Linked DNA regions of Gossypium hirsutum: region 2 is linked to region 1. A link is a contact called in public Hi-C data. All regions are on one chromosome and are shown on one strand. The core of a region is the stretch at or near the end of the contact, and the rest is flanking DNA. Distances in the headings are between cores, read along the strand shown.

Evidence for each region. Hi-C and Micro-C count contacts between places; a contact is called where the count stands out from the background.
Region 2: a contact with region 1 is called in a Hi-C map of leaf, with 1.6 times the contacts expected there. The contact joins the enhancer-like site here to the promoter of LOC107914391 in region 1. A contact is called at or near these places in 6 of 34 Hi-C or Micro-C datasets (anther, callus, hypocotyl and 2 more).

The regions. Positions count from the first base shown.
Region 1 is chrA10:15,342,192-15,348,655 of Gossypium_hirsutum_v2.1, forward strand. LOC107914391 (18.5 kDa class IV heat shock protein) reads left to right here and starts at 4,022. Exons shown (of 1, transcript XM_016843292.2): 1 at 4,022-4,862. The coding sequence starts at 4,077. The coding sequence ends at 4,700. It overlaps LOC121208238, which reads left to right. Exons shown (of 7, transcript XM_041078784.1): 6 at 822-930; 7 at 1,639-1,933. The coding sequence ends at 1,699.
Region 2 is chrA10:15,527,565-15,534,028 of Gossypium_hirsutum_v2.1, forward strand. No RefSeq gene overlaps it. Among protein-coding and RNA genes, the nearest start is that of LOC107914916, 28 kb to the left of the region's middle. Within about 2 kb of position 2,772, at least 3 of the 9 cell types and tissues checked have an H3K27ac peak or open chromatin away from gene starts, as enhancers often do. A contact at or near this core is called in hypocotyl and leaf, where this site is marked.

The DNA of each region.
Region 1 (6,464 bases), core at 2,772-5,271:
TCTTGCGTATCATTTATTCACTCACTTGACTTATTTTTAGCATATGGGTTGGCTATAAACTAATGCAATTGGTAATATTTAGCCATTCACATGACTTGCTTTTAGCAAAGAGAAGGAAAAATTTTCGCTTACTTTGAAGAGGTCTTATTTTTTACAAGAGTTATTATTCATCTTTCTAATTACAAGTTTAAATTTGTATAAACTATTCTTTATATTATGTCTAACTATTGTAATACATATGTAATAAATAAGCTTTTTCCTTATATTATTACACTAATAACCAAACGAGGCATTAATGTGTTGATTCGACATCTAAACTTTCACTTCCAATGTGATTTATATAACTAGCAAACAACAGAGGTTCCCTTAGTTCACTGTTTCTATTGTTTTCTATTAGCGCCTGCCTGCAGGCCTAGACATTCACCCCTAAGAAGATTGAAGTTGACAAAAGAGCTTCATTTGACATGTATAATTCCAGTGAACTGATAACTGAGAACAAATGAACCAAATGCCAATAAGTAGGCCTGAGGTTGATACTTGACAACTCTATTTGTTTAAGTATTACTTCAAAGGGTTTTGAAGAAATCTAAGATTGAACTCTATTTAACATTTCTCCTGATCGCTAGACTTTTGTTTAGCTTTATGAATGTTTTTGGAATTGTGTGCTACCTTTTTTCTGCTGTATTTTGCGTTCCACATGTAGAACCATCTAGGTCTTTTGGTTATGCATATTGCATTTTTGATTCTTCATCCATTGGTACCACCTAATCATGCCATGTGGAACATATTTGGAACTCAAAAACTGGGTTTGATTTGAACAGAAAAATCATTGACTGAGAGGGTTCAAGAAGCACCAATGAATAGATGGAAAAGATATAAACGAGCTGCATCATTTGATTCAAGGAAAATATTCTTCCTTTTCTCAATCCTGTAAGGTCTTGAATTCCTAGCAAATAAACAGTTTACTTTTGAACTTCACATTTTTATTATTACTTCCATTTAGTAAGATTTTAATCATTGTTAGCATCTTTGAAATAACCGCATTGGTAATCAAATCCCATGGTTCTAACGTGATTGAGGAGTGAGAGAAATACATTAATAAGGATTATGTATAACCAGTAGATATCCAAAATTAAAACACTTAAGAACTAGTTGACATCTATGGAGGAAATATTTTGCTTAGGACAAGAAGGTTTAAGATGTTAGGGAGATCAACTTGAACTTGGGCATAAACAATTGAGTTTGAAGTTGAGCATGAAAATTGAGCTTATTTTACTAGGTAAATGAACTTAATTGAGCCTAATCTATCATGTTCAAGCAATTCAATATTTATTTGGAATCGAGCTTGAGCTTTAAGAGTAAAACTCAATCAAGCTCAAACCGAATTTCATGTCTCTAAGTCTGAGTTGATCGAGCTTCTTACAGTTGGAACTCCACTGGACTTGCGGTTACACCTCTACCCTTAACCTGACGGAGTCTAATATTTTTACAATGAAGTAGGTTTGCTCCATTGTTGTCAGAATTTTGGCAGTAATGCAGCACATGGTATTTGAAACCTACCATAAGGTTTCCTAGTACTAACAGTAATCAGAGGAGTCCCTTCCGATCAATGGCTTATTGTTTCCTTCTTTGGCTCAGGTCATGTTTGGGGACATTGATATTGATTTATCTGACGCTGAGAGTTACGGCAAACTATTGATGTGTTCAATCTACGTCAGTCAGGTTCAAATGTGAGTGCGGTATACAAGTGTGTTGAATTTTTTTTTCTAGATTTCATGATCATATCCTGTACTCATGTCTGGATATAGTACGAGTACCTAAAAGATAAAGTGAAAAGTCGGAGTAACATAGGATTCAATCATGTCTTGTACCTTCTTCTTTATTTTGTTGAGCATCTTTTCTTGAAGTTTATTGAGATTTCGTGTTTTGAGAACTGCTGCTTTATAGTTTAGCTTTCTAAATGTCAATATTATTGATTTTCCACTGTAAATATGACCAGTGATTCAGTAATTCATCATCTCTTTATCATTGTAAGGGTCCGTTTGTTTACATGGAAAAGATTTTACGAAAAATATTTTTTTCATTTTTCTGTGTTTGTTTCACAGAAAATAATTTGGTCAACAGAAAATGACTTACAGATCAAGATAAAATAAGCTCTTTTTCCTGTAAAAATAACTTACTATTTTGGAAACAGTAAGTCATTTTCCGGAAAAGAGCTCATTTATAGATAATTTTATATTTTATAAAAATTAACTTAAATCAAGCTTAATATTATTATATTGATAATAATTTTTATTTTTTTTAAAAATATTTAAAATATTATATTTTTCAATATTATTAAACATACATATTTAATTATTTATATTTAGTGATATAATAAATAATAAATTATTTAATATTTCAATTTTATTTTAATAATAAATTTTAAAAATAATAATTTAAAATAATATTATTCACATATTATTGAAAATATTCAATACTAATATTTTAATAATAAATGTTTTGTAGTATAAAGGTTAAAATATATGTACACTTGTAATTTAGTCTTTGTACTTTTATTTTCAAGAATTTGTCCCTTTACTTTTCAAATTTGAAAATCAAGTCCAATTGTTGACATCGTAGTCATGTAATTAAAAAATGACGTTGTAATGAATCTGAATTTAACATAATATTTTTAATATATACAAAAACGATGTAAAATATAAAATTATAGATAAAAATAAATTTAATTAAACAATGAGAAAATAAGAAAATCTCAAATGCATGTTTGTTTAATTGAAAACAACTTTTATGAAATGTTTTTAAGAAATATACCAAACAACAGAAAATATTTTATACAGTTTCATCCAAACACCAGAAAATATTAGCTTTTCCAGAAAAGTAAATCATTTTCCAGAAATTATTTTCCTAAAATGTCAATAATATTTTCCTGGTTAATGCAATATAATTTTTAATTTTTTATTGGGTTAATATATCAATCAGTGCTTAAGTTTGATTTTAGTATTTAATTTGGTATTTGAGGTTTTTTTGTCTCAATTTGGTACTTGGATTTGGTTTCAATATTCAATTTGGTATCTAAACCAAATGAGATTATGTGGCCCAAAAAATTTTCAACACATGCTATAGTAAAAAAACATAAGTACCAAATTGAACATATTGAAACTAAACTCAGGTACCTAATTAAGACAAAAAAATTTTAAGTATCAAAATAGAAAAACTTAGGTACCAAAGTGAACATTAAAGCTAAATTTTAAGTATCAACTTGAATACTGAAGTTAAACTTAGGTGCTAAATACAAAATATCGTCTTTATAATAATATTTTGCGACAACAACCAATTTTTTAAAAAAAATTAATTTTTTAAGTTTTATTTTAGTTCTATAACTTTTCACTTATTGTTATGAACTACGTTCTGTATTAAATTAATTCTTCATAATAACATATGATCTAAATTTTTAAGTGAAATTATAACTAATTCATGTAAGTAAACCTGCATTTTTCATGGACTCCCCCACTGTGGGGCTTGTGCCGAGCCTCTTATTTCTCAGGCTTGACCGGTCGCTAGTAGAGGCTCGTTTTTCTCAAGTTTGACACTGTACACTTGATTCGAAGAGCATTTCTTGTTGGGGCTATGCGGAGATCCATCGGGAAGATTATGAGAAAAAACGCACCAGTTCATAGTGTTTTTGGTGGTTGAAGTCCAATGATGAGTTTGTTCTTGGCTTGTTTGAAATTTAGTAATGTTATTCTTATTTTTTTGTTTTGTTGTTGTAGCAGTTTTTTTACGACTAAGTGTTGTTTTCATATGGTCTAATATTTGATCAGGTGTTACAGACATCTTTCACCAACCAGACTCCCCACTCCAACTTGGGTACTGGGCTTGGGCTTAAAACCCCTTATACTTTTTATGTGTTCTGAATTTTTTTAACCTTTCGACCTGTAATGGAATCTTCATAGTTAAAAAGTAAAAATAATGGAAAAGCCTAGAATACGGTGCTCTAGAGTGGGCTAAACCTCAGTTGAAGCCTCAAACTCTCATACCAACATATCATTCTAGAAAGTGCCGGAAAAGACGAAATGTCAATTATGCCCCTGGTGGAGATTTCCTTTTTGTTCATTTCCTCATTGAGGTTGGAGCGCATTAAACTAGACTTTGCTCTTTCTTCTGTTTACTGTGTTTCCAAAATCAAGAGCTTTCAACACACTCCTTCACTCCAAACCCACCAGAAAGAAACCATGTCAATTGTCCCGATCAATGGCCAACAAGGCACACCCACTGATCCTTTCTCTCTTGAATTATGGGATCCATTCAACAACTTGGATGTTTTGAACCCATTCTCCCATTCTTTCCCTTTCCCTTTCCCTTCATTTCTTTCCACCCATTTCCCTGGTTTCTCCTCTGAAATTTTCCCCTCCTTGGGAACCCAACTCAACTGTGTAGAAACCCCAAGGGCCCATGTCTACAAAGCCTACCTTCCAGGGGTCACCAGAGATGAAGTTCTGGTTTTCATCGATGATGACAGGATGCTTCAGATAAGCACTGAAAATGGTAACTTCATGAGCAGGTTCAAGTTGCCCGACAATGCAAGGACTGATGAGATTGAAGGTTTTATGGAGAATGGGATGCTCATCGTCACTATTGGGAAGCAAACTCAAGCTCCGGAGAGGCCAAATGTTAGGGTCGTTGAAATCACAGAGTAATTTCACTTTTTTTTTTTAATGCAAAATGTCAAGTGATGCTCTACTCTATGGTGTTTGTTTTGTTTTGAAGCTTGAAAAAATGTGTTTAATGTCAAAGAGTAAGTCGGTTCTTGTACTAGAACAGTAGTTTTAGTAGTAATAAAAGCACTTTTGTGTTGTGTACTTTGCTTCAACTTTGGTTTAAGAAGTTAGGAACAGAATTCAAGCCGATACAATACCTCAATTCATCACCGCCTGTCAGAAGATATTTGGATAAAATTAAAGATTAGATGAGTAGAGGATGTTGAGGTGGAAGAGAAAATTCCATTATTCAGGGGAAAGAATCTAAGTTTTGTTAATAGACATGAACAAGTTGAAACAATTTCGGAACTTCATTTTTAAGATAAAGAAATCGAAACTCGAAATGGTAAATTGTTGGAACTGGTAAAAGGATGAACAATTCCAAAGGGGCTGAAGATGATGACACCCAGGGATGGATGGATCCAGGTAGGGTTTTTCATGGGTCTGGCTATTTGGCTCGAGAGTTCGCTCGAAATGTGAGAGGAGTAAAAATATAGGCCAAAAAATAAGTTTGGACAAAAAAAGAGTGGCTAATTTAAAAAATGAATTTAAAAAATGAATTGAGTCTTGGGTCAGATAAGTCTTGGGTAAAATATTTTTAGCCTAGGTTTAGCTCGGCTTGGTTCAACTCGAATTTATTAAAGGATAAAAAATTTATATATATATTTTTTTTTATTTTTGAATGTTATTTTTTTTATTTTGTTATTATTTTATTATTATGTTGTTATTATTTAGATATTGTATAAAATTTATTTTCTTGTTAACTTTGTTATTATTTTATAAGTATTTGTTAATTTTTTTATTATTTTAGAGGTATTTACTTGTTAAGTTGTATTTATTTTAATGGTATTTAAGTCTATATATTTTTTAAAATTTATTTTCAATTTTTTAGAAATATTTATTTTGATGTTTTTAGTATTTTTGATGTATTATATAATTTTAAAATAATATAAAAATTAATATGGGTGGGTTGGACCGGGCTTGAGTTTTAATATTTTTATTCAAGTCGAGCTTGAATAAAATTTTAAGCCTGTTTTTTGAAATCGGCCCAGATTGTCTCATGAATACCTCTAGGTTCAAGACCCTATTATTGTGTCTAGGTTATAATTTATATTATCAAAATATTTTTTATTTTTTAATTATATAATAATTAAATATTAATATATGATAGGGCTTGAAAGGCTAAATTTAAAGGTTGAGTATGGATTTTAAAGCAAATTTCACAAATTAATTGATTTGGCTTATATCTATATATATTAGGTTTGTGATTTTTTTTTTTATATTTTGATTTATATGTCTTGCTAATGAATTTTGTTCTTTGGGTAATGTCTCAACATTATCGAGAGAAAAAGAAAGGAATTTAAGGATTTGATGTCACGATTAAAAGCACAAAACAAAAATACAAATTATCTTCTTTTCAGCTCTTTATGTAAAAGACTTTTCGCTAAATATTTTTGTATAAATTATGTTATTTATTTGACTTATTTTTTTTTCTTTTTCGTACCATGTTGTTGTTTAATATATTATTATAATCTTTAAGTTTTTTAATTTGGAAAGAAAATATTTGAGAGAAATTGACATTTTTTTATATTAAAAAAAATTATAAAATGATGGTGATAATATTAGATAGTGTAGCGTAAAATAAAAAGTAAATTAAATATACTGCATCTAAGTCTCGAAATTCTTACAATAACTGTAAATTCG
Region 2 (6,464 bases), core at 1,522-4,021, 180 kb after region 1:
GGTTTCCTTTAGCAAAAGAGCTTGATCCATCTCTACTTTGATAAAAATGACAAGATCATCAGTAAAAAAAAGATGGGATAAAGCTGGTCCCGATCTAGATAACCAAATAGGATGCCACCTACTAGTTATGATCTCTAAACTGATAAGGCAATAAAGGACATCCCTGTCTAATCCCTCTCACAGGCTTAAGGATTTAGACGAGACTCTATTCTAAAGAATCTGCATAGTAGAGGAGAAAATAGTGTCCATAATTACCTTTCTGAGTACCTCGGGGATCCCAACAACAGCAAGGGACACATCGATGAAATCCTAGCTAATCCTGTCATATGCTTTCTCCAAGTCTAACTTAATGGCCATCCAGTTTCTGCCAGCTTTCCTACTACGCATTGAATGGATGACTTCCTGTGCAATAATGACATTATCTGATATGTTTCTCCCAGCAATAAACCCTGCTTGCTCAGGAGAAATAAAATTCAGAAACACCACTTTAAATCTATTAGCGATCACCTTCATTACCAACTTATACATAACCGAACAAAGACTGATTGGCCAAAATTGATTGAAATCTTCCGGACGATCCTTTGTCGAAATAAGCACAATAAGAGAGTTATTAAGATCTTCCTCAATTCTGTTGCCAGCAAAGATTCCCTGAACCCACTCACAAACTGCCACTCCAACTAAATCCCATTAACTTTGGAAGAAATGTGCATGGAAACCATCACTTTCCGGAGCTTTCGGTGAGCCATATTGAATAGGGCCTTCTTAATTTCGTCATTCAACACTGATTTTTTGAGAAAGTCAATATCTTGCTTCTTAAGGCGAGAAAAGATATTTAAGGGAATATCTGACATGGGACTTGGATTTTCACCATATAATCTCTCAAAAAACTTGGCGACCTCATCACTGAGAATAGGTTGATTCGAACACCACTCTCCATTACTAATGCACAAGGCCAAAATGCGATTAAAATTCCTTCTTTGCATAGTGTAACTATGGAAGAACTTGGTATTTCGGTCCCCAAACTGAAGCAAATCACACCTAACCTTCTGCCTCCATAAAAGCTCCTCGGGATTAAGTACACTCTCCAATTCATCATGAACCTCCATCTCCAAGTTAACTTACCTTCTAGAGGTCGACTGATCCATGGCCTTTCGAATACTCGCAAGTAATTTTAAAAGTTGTCTTTTACGTGTTCTTATATAGCCTTAAATGGACCTGTTCCAATCTTTTACATTTGAGGTAAATTCAGATAACGAATCAGTCATGTTACCTGAGAATCTCCATTTATTTGAGACTAATTCCTTAAAATCGCATGCTTCGTCCATCCTACAAGGAATCAAAACAGTCTCCTTCTCAAAACATTGAACTTAGGATTAGTTTTTAAGAGAAAAGGCCTATGATCCGATTTAATACGTGAAAGATGATAAATAAGAGTATGCGAAAAGGAAGAAATCCAAGCATCATTAGCTAAGGCTCGATCCAACCGCTCATGCGTATTGCCTCTTTGCTAGGTAAATGAAGGTCATTTAAATCCAAGAGCCTGCAAATTACATGATTCTACAAAATTTCCAAAAAAGTTACATCTCTTACCTATTGAACGATCGTTTTTTTTTATCCTTAGTGGAAAGAATGGCATTAAAATCACCTAAAATCAACCATGGCAAAAGATCCTGAGGCAAAACATCCATTAGATCAGTCTAGTGAGATTTCCTCTTAGCCCTGTCAGGATTACCATACACAACAAAGATAGAAAATACATTATAAAAATTATTTCCCTGAATATGAAGAAGCATGAACTGAGGATGATTATGAATAATACTTATGGAAATATAGTCCTTCCATCCAACCTATATGCCTCCTGAAAAACCAACAAACTCAATACAATGACAACGATCAAAGCCTAATTTATCAATAATAGAATTAGCTTTTTTACCACTGACTTTCTGCTCTAAAAGACACTCAATGTCCGGTTTATGCTCAAGATTATACTTACGAAAAGTTCGGAGAAATTTGCTACTCGTACACCTTTAAGTTCCAAGAAAAAATTTAGAGATTTAAATCCATAAAAAAATAGACAAGAAAGTAATACTAAAAAAATAACAAAACCTCAATAAACCAATCAAACCAGAACAAAACGAGTTGAAATTAAATTCTTTTACCAGTGCTTGTGTCAGATGCATCTAAATCAACATTTTTAAGTGTGGAAATAGACTGAGCCAACCTAGAAATAGAATCACTCAAAGGAATTTTTAAAGAATTTTTTATTTTAAAATTATTCCCTTTCCCATGTACAATTTTATTTATTTTTCTAGTGGCCCGGAAACCCCATCTTTACCCCCATTAATTTCCTCGTACTCCGATTCTTGTTAACACCATCAGCTAGTCTTTTTCCTTTGAACAAAATAGCAGTGTGTTTATTACAATTTAATCTACCACAAGAATCAGCAACCTGAACTTTAACCAGATCCAACATTGATGAAGCTGGCTTGGATGTCATTGTAGGTCCATCATCAACGTTCACCTCCTGAGCAACAAAAATTGGGTTAAAACAGGAAGTATTTATTGGAGTTAAAATGGAATTATTATCGTGCATTAAAGAAAAAACATCACCAGTTGTGAAATTAAAATCAGAATAAAATGAACGCATAGGAGAACTCCCTGCTTCGTTAAAAGGAGGGACTGTTTCTGTGTAGATTGGGCCCACCACGTTATTGGCTTAGAGCACTTCACTCTTTAAAGGGTCCACCATAGTTTTGCTTGATGATGGGTTGTTTGCTTCTATGACATCATCTTCTGCGGTCGTTGACCGACCCACTGGACCATTAGATCTTGGGTCTGTCTTTTGTAAACTCAATGGCCCAAATCCCCTTTTATCTCCTCCCAGTTGTATACTTTTATTAGAGCTAGGATACCCTGAGATATAAATCTCTATTTCTCCACAATAAATCCAGCATTCAAGTTAACCTAAAAATCAACCAACTTCTCATCTTCCCCCTTATTCTGCTTATTTTCCAAATCCACCAAACCTTCCAAATTAGTCCAAGTGTCAAATCTGGAACCCGATTTGCCTTTCTCTCTATTATCCTTTTTGGAAAGATTGTTATTTCGTGCATTACATCGTGTTTTTCTTTTGACCACCATCCATGGCCCGTAAGCAGTGCTCCTTTCTCCTTTCCCCAGCTCTGTCGGAGTAACCTTTATTTGGTCTTTTTTTGGTGCGAGCTTCGATTGCAGCGAAACACATAATTCCTTTGTATGGCCATACTTCCCACAAGTGAAGCAAATAGTCAGCAACGCTTCATATTCTACTCTCTGTTTCATACCATTCATAAGGGCTTGAGCAATCAAAGGCTTATCCAAATTGATGTAAACAACCATCCTGGCGAAACGGCCTCTAATCCTGCAATTTGTATTGAAATCTCACCGAACGACTTTTCCAATAATCCTTCTTATTTCTTCAATAATTTTCTTCTTGTATAAAAAACTTGGAAGGCCTGGTAATCTTATCCAAGGCGATACCATGCTTCAATAAGGTTGTGAGGGGCTGAACTGTAACGCCCCGTACTCGAGATCATTTCCGGAGTCGAACACGAGGTGTTAACGGACTTAATTCATTACTTAAACAGCTCATACAATTCATTTTAAAATTTCCAGACAAGCTGGCTAACTGCATCACAGTCGCTTTAAAAATCATATCTCGAGTTCCAAAACTAGAAATCCAATTCCGTAAATTTTTCCTGAAACTAGACTCATATATATATCTACTAATTTTTTTCTAGAATTTTTGGTCAGGCCAATTAGTACAGTTTATTAGTTAAAGTCTCCCCTATTTCAGGGTTTGACTACTCTGAACTCTATGTATTACGAATCAGATATCTCCCTGTACAGAGCTTCAATGACTATGACGTTTGTCTCTAATAAAACTAGACTCAATAAGGAATCTCTACATATAAAGCATGACTTCTAATTATTTTTGTAAAATTTATGGTGAATTTCCAAAGTCAGAACAGGGGATCCAAAAATCGCTCTGGCCCTATTTCACAAAAATTTAAACATCTCATAAAATATAGCTCATATACCTGTTTTGCTTCTTCCATATGAAAATAGACTCATCAAGCTTCGATTCCATAACTTATTAATTATTTAATTCCATTTCTACAATTTTTAGTGATTTTTCAAATTCACGTCACTAATGCTGTCTGAATCTATTTTATGGTAAATTTTACCTATTTCATGGTTTCCATGGATTAGCTAGCAATTTGACATACATAACACCAAATATGATCATGATTAGCCATTCCAATGGCTAATCATTACCAAGCATTTCCATACCACTCAATAACCATATCATAAGACCATATATACAAAATGATTATAATGCTATACATGCCATACTCAAAATATACAAGCCATTATGCCAAGATGGTATACGGATAGTGTGAGCGAGCCTCCGACCGTTCCCGATTTCCGAGCTGGCTTGTCAAAACTACAAGGAATGAAAAGGAGGGAGTAAGCATAAATGCTTAATAAGTTCACATGCAAATAGCATTTAACATAACCATATAAGCAAACATAAAACATCATTTGCATAATCATCACCAAGACATTCATATCACATTTTCATTTATCATCTTACCATATTGTTGTTATATCGAGTTTTCAACCCGAGGGTTAAGTACATACCTGTTCAAAGTATCCATTTCACAACCAATACGTCCCTTTCATCTTGAGTATTCCTCCATTTGAGTAGAACTTTACCCGTTGAACACATCGGAATATAATTCGAATACATGGAAAGTTTGCACATAAGTGCCACATATGTAGCCAAGCTACTATGTAACCCGTCCATAAGCGAACTCGGACTCAACTCAACGAGCTCGGGCGTTCGTATCCATGAGTGAACTCGGACTCAACTCAACGAGTTCGGATGCCTAGTTACATCTCACGAACTCGGACTCAACTCAACGAGTTCGGACATTTGCATCCATAAGTGAACTCGGACTCAACTCAACGAGTTCGGATGCTCAACCATCCTAGTGACAAGTCACTTGTATCCTAATCCATTCCTAAGGTTCAATGGGACCTTTTTCCCAATCATGTGTCTCAACCATCTTCTATGGAATGCCGATACCGATACTCGATAGTATTTCACATTTTCCAAGTATATCACATAATTTGACATATTATCAAACAATTGTCACAAGTATGATATTTCATAATAATTATCATATCATTTAAATAACATTAAAACATTTAAAATAATAACTATGTTACCAACATTTACATATGAACTTACCTCGTATGCGAAAATGGCTACTTTTACCGTTTCGTCCACAACTTGGTATTTTCCCCATTTTAGCCCGAATTTTAGTTTTCCTTGCTCTATCATTTAAAATATAGTCTAATTAGGACTCACATTATTCAAATTGACCCAAAATCATATTTTGGAAAAATTATAATTTTGCCCCTAAACTTTTGCATATTTACACTTTTTCCCCAAAGCTCGTAAATTAAACTTCAGCTTATTTTATTATGTTTTATGACATGCTGATCATTTTTCCCTTCTATGGAAACATCAAATTCTCACTCTAACATGTACTTATGACTATAGGTATTTTTACCGATTAAGCCCTTTTGCTCGTTTTCACTTAAAACCGAGTAGCACAAGTTGTCTAACATAATTTAAAACCTCATATTCTATCATAAAACACCAAAATACACAAATTTCACCTATGGGTATTTTTCCAAATATAAACCCTAGGTTAAATTATTGCTAGCATAAGCTTAATCGAGCTATCGGGACTCCAAAAACGTAAAGAACTTGAAAAACGGGGCTAGAATGGACTTACAATCGAGCTTGGAAGCTTGAAAAACCCTAGCCATGGTTTCTCCTTGCTATATTCGGCCATGGGGTTGAAGATGAGCAAAATTGGCTTTTAAATTTTGTATTTTAATTCATTTTACCCCTAAATGACCAAAATGCCCTTACTACTAAACTTTCCAAAAATTCCATCCATGTCCAATTTTTGTCCATAGACTTAGAAATTGGTAAAATTTCTATTTAAGACCTCCTAATTAATATTTCAAAACAATTTCATACTAGAAACTTCTAGAATACAAGTTTTGCAAATTATTCGATTTAGTCCCTAATTTCAATTTAAGCACTTTATGCATAAAATTTCTTCACGAAATTTTCACACAATCATGCAATCATATCATAGAACTTAAAATAATCATAAAGAATTATTTCTATCTCGAATTTTTTGGTCACTAAACCGCTATTCTGACTAGGCCCAAAATCAGGATATTATAACTCTCCCCCCTTTAGGGATTTTCGTCCTCGAAAATCTTACCAGAAAAGTGGTCTTCACTTTTAATCTCATATTCTGTGCGAAAGAACTTTCACTTAGACTGTACCTCCAATACATCTCTTCAATTTCTCATATGATCTAAAAGCTTACAGT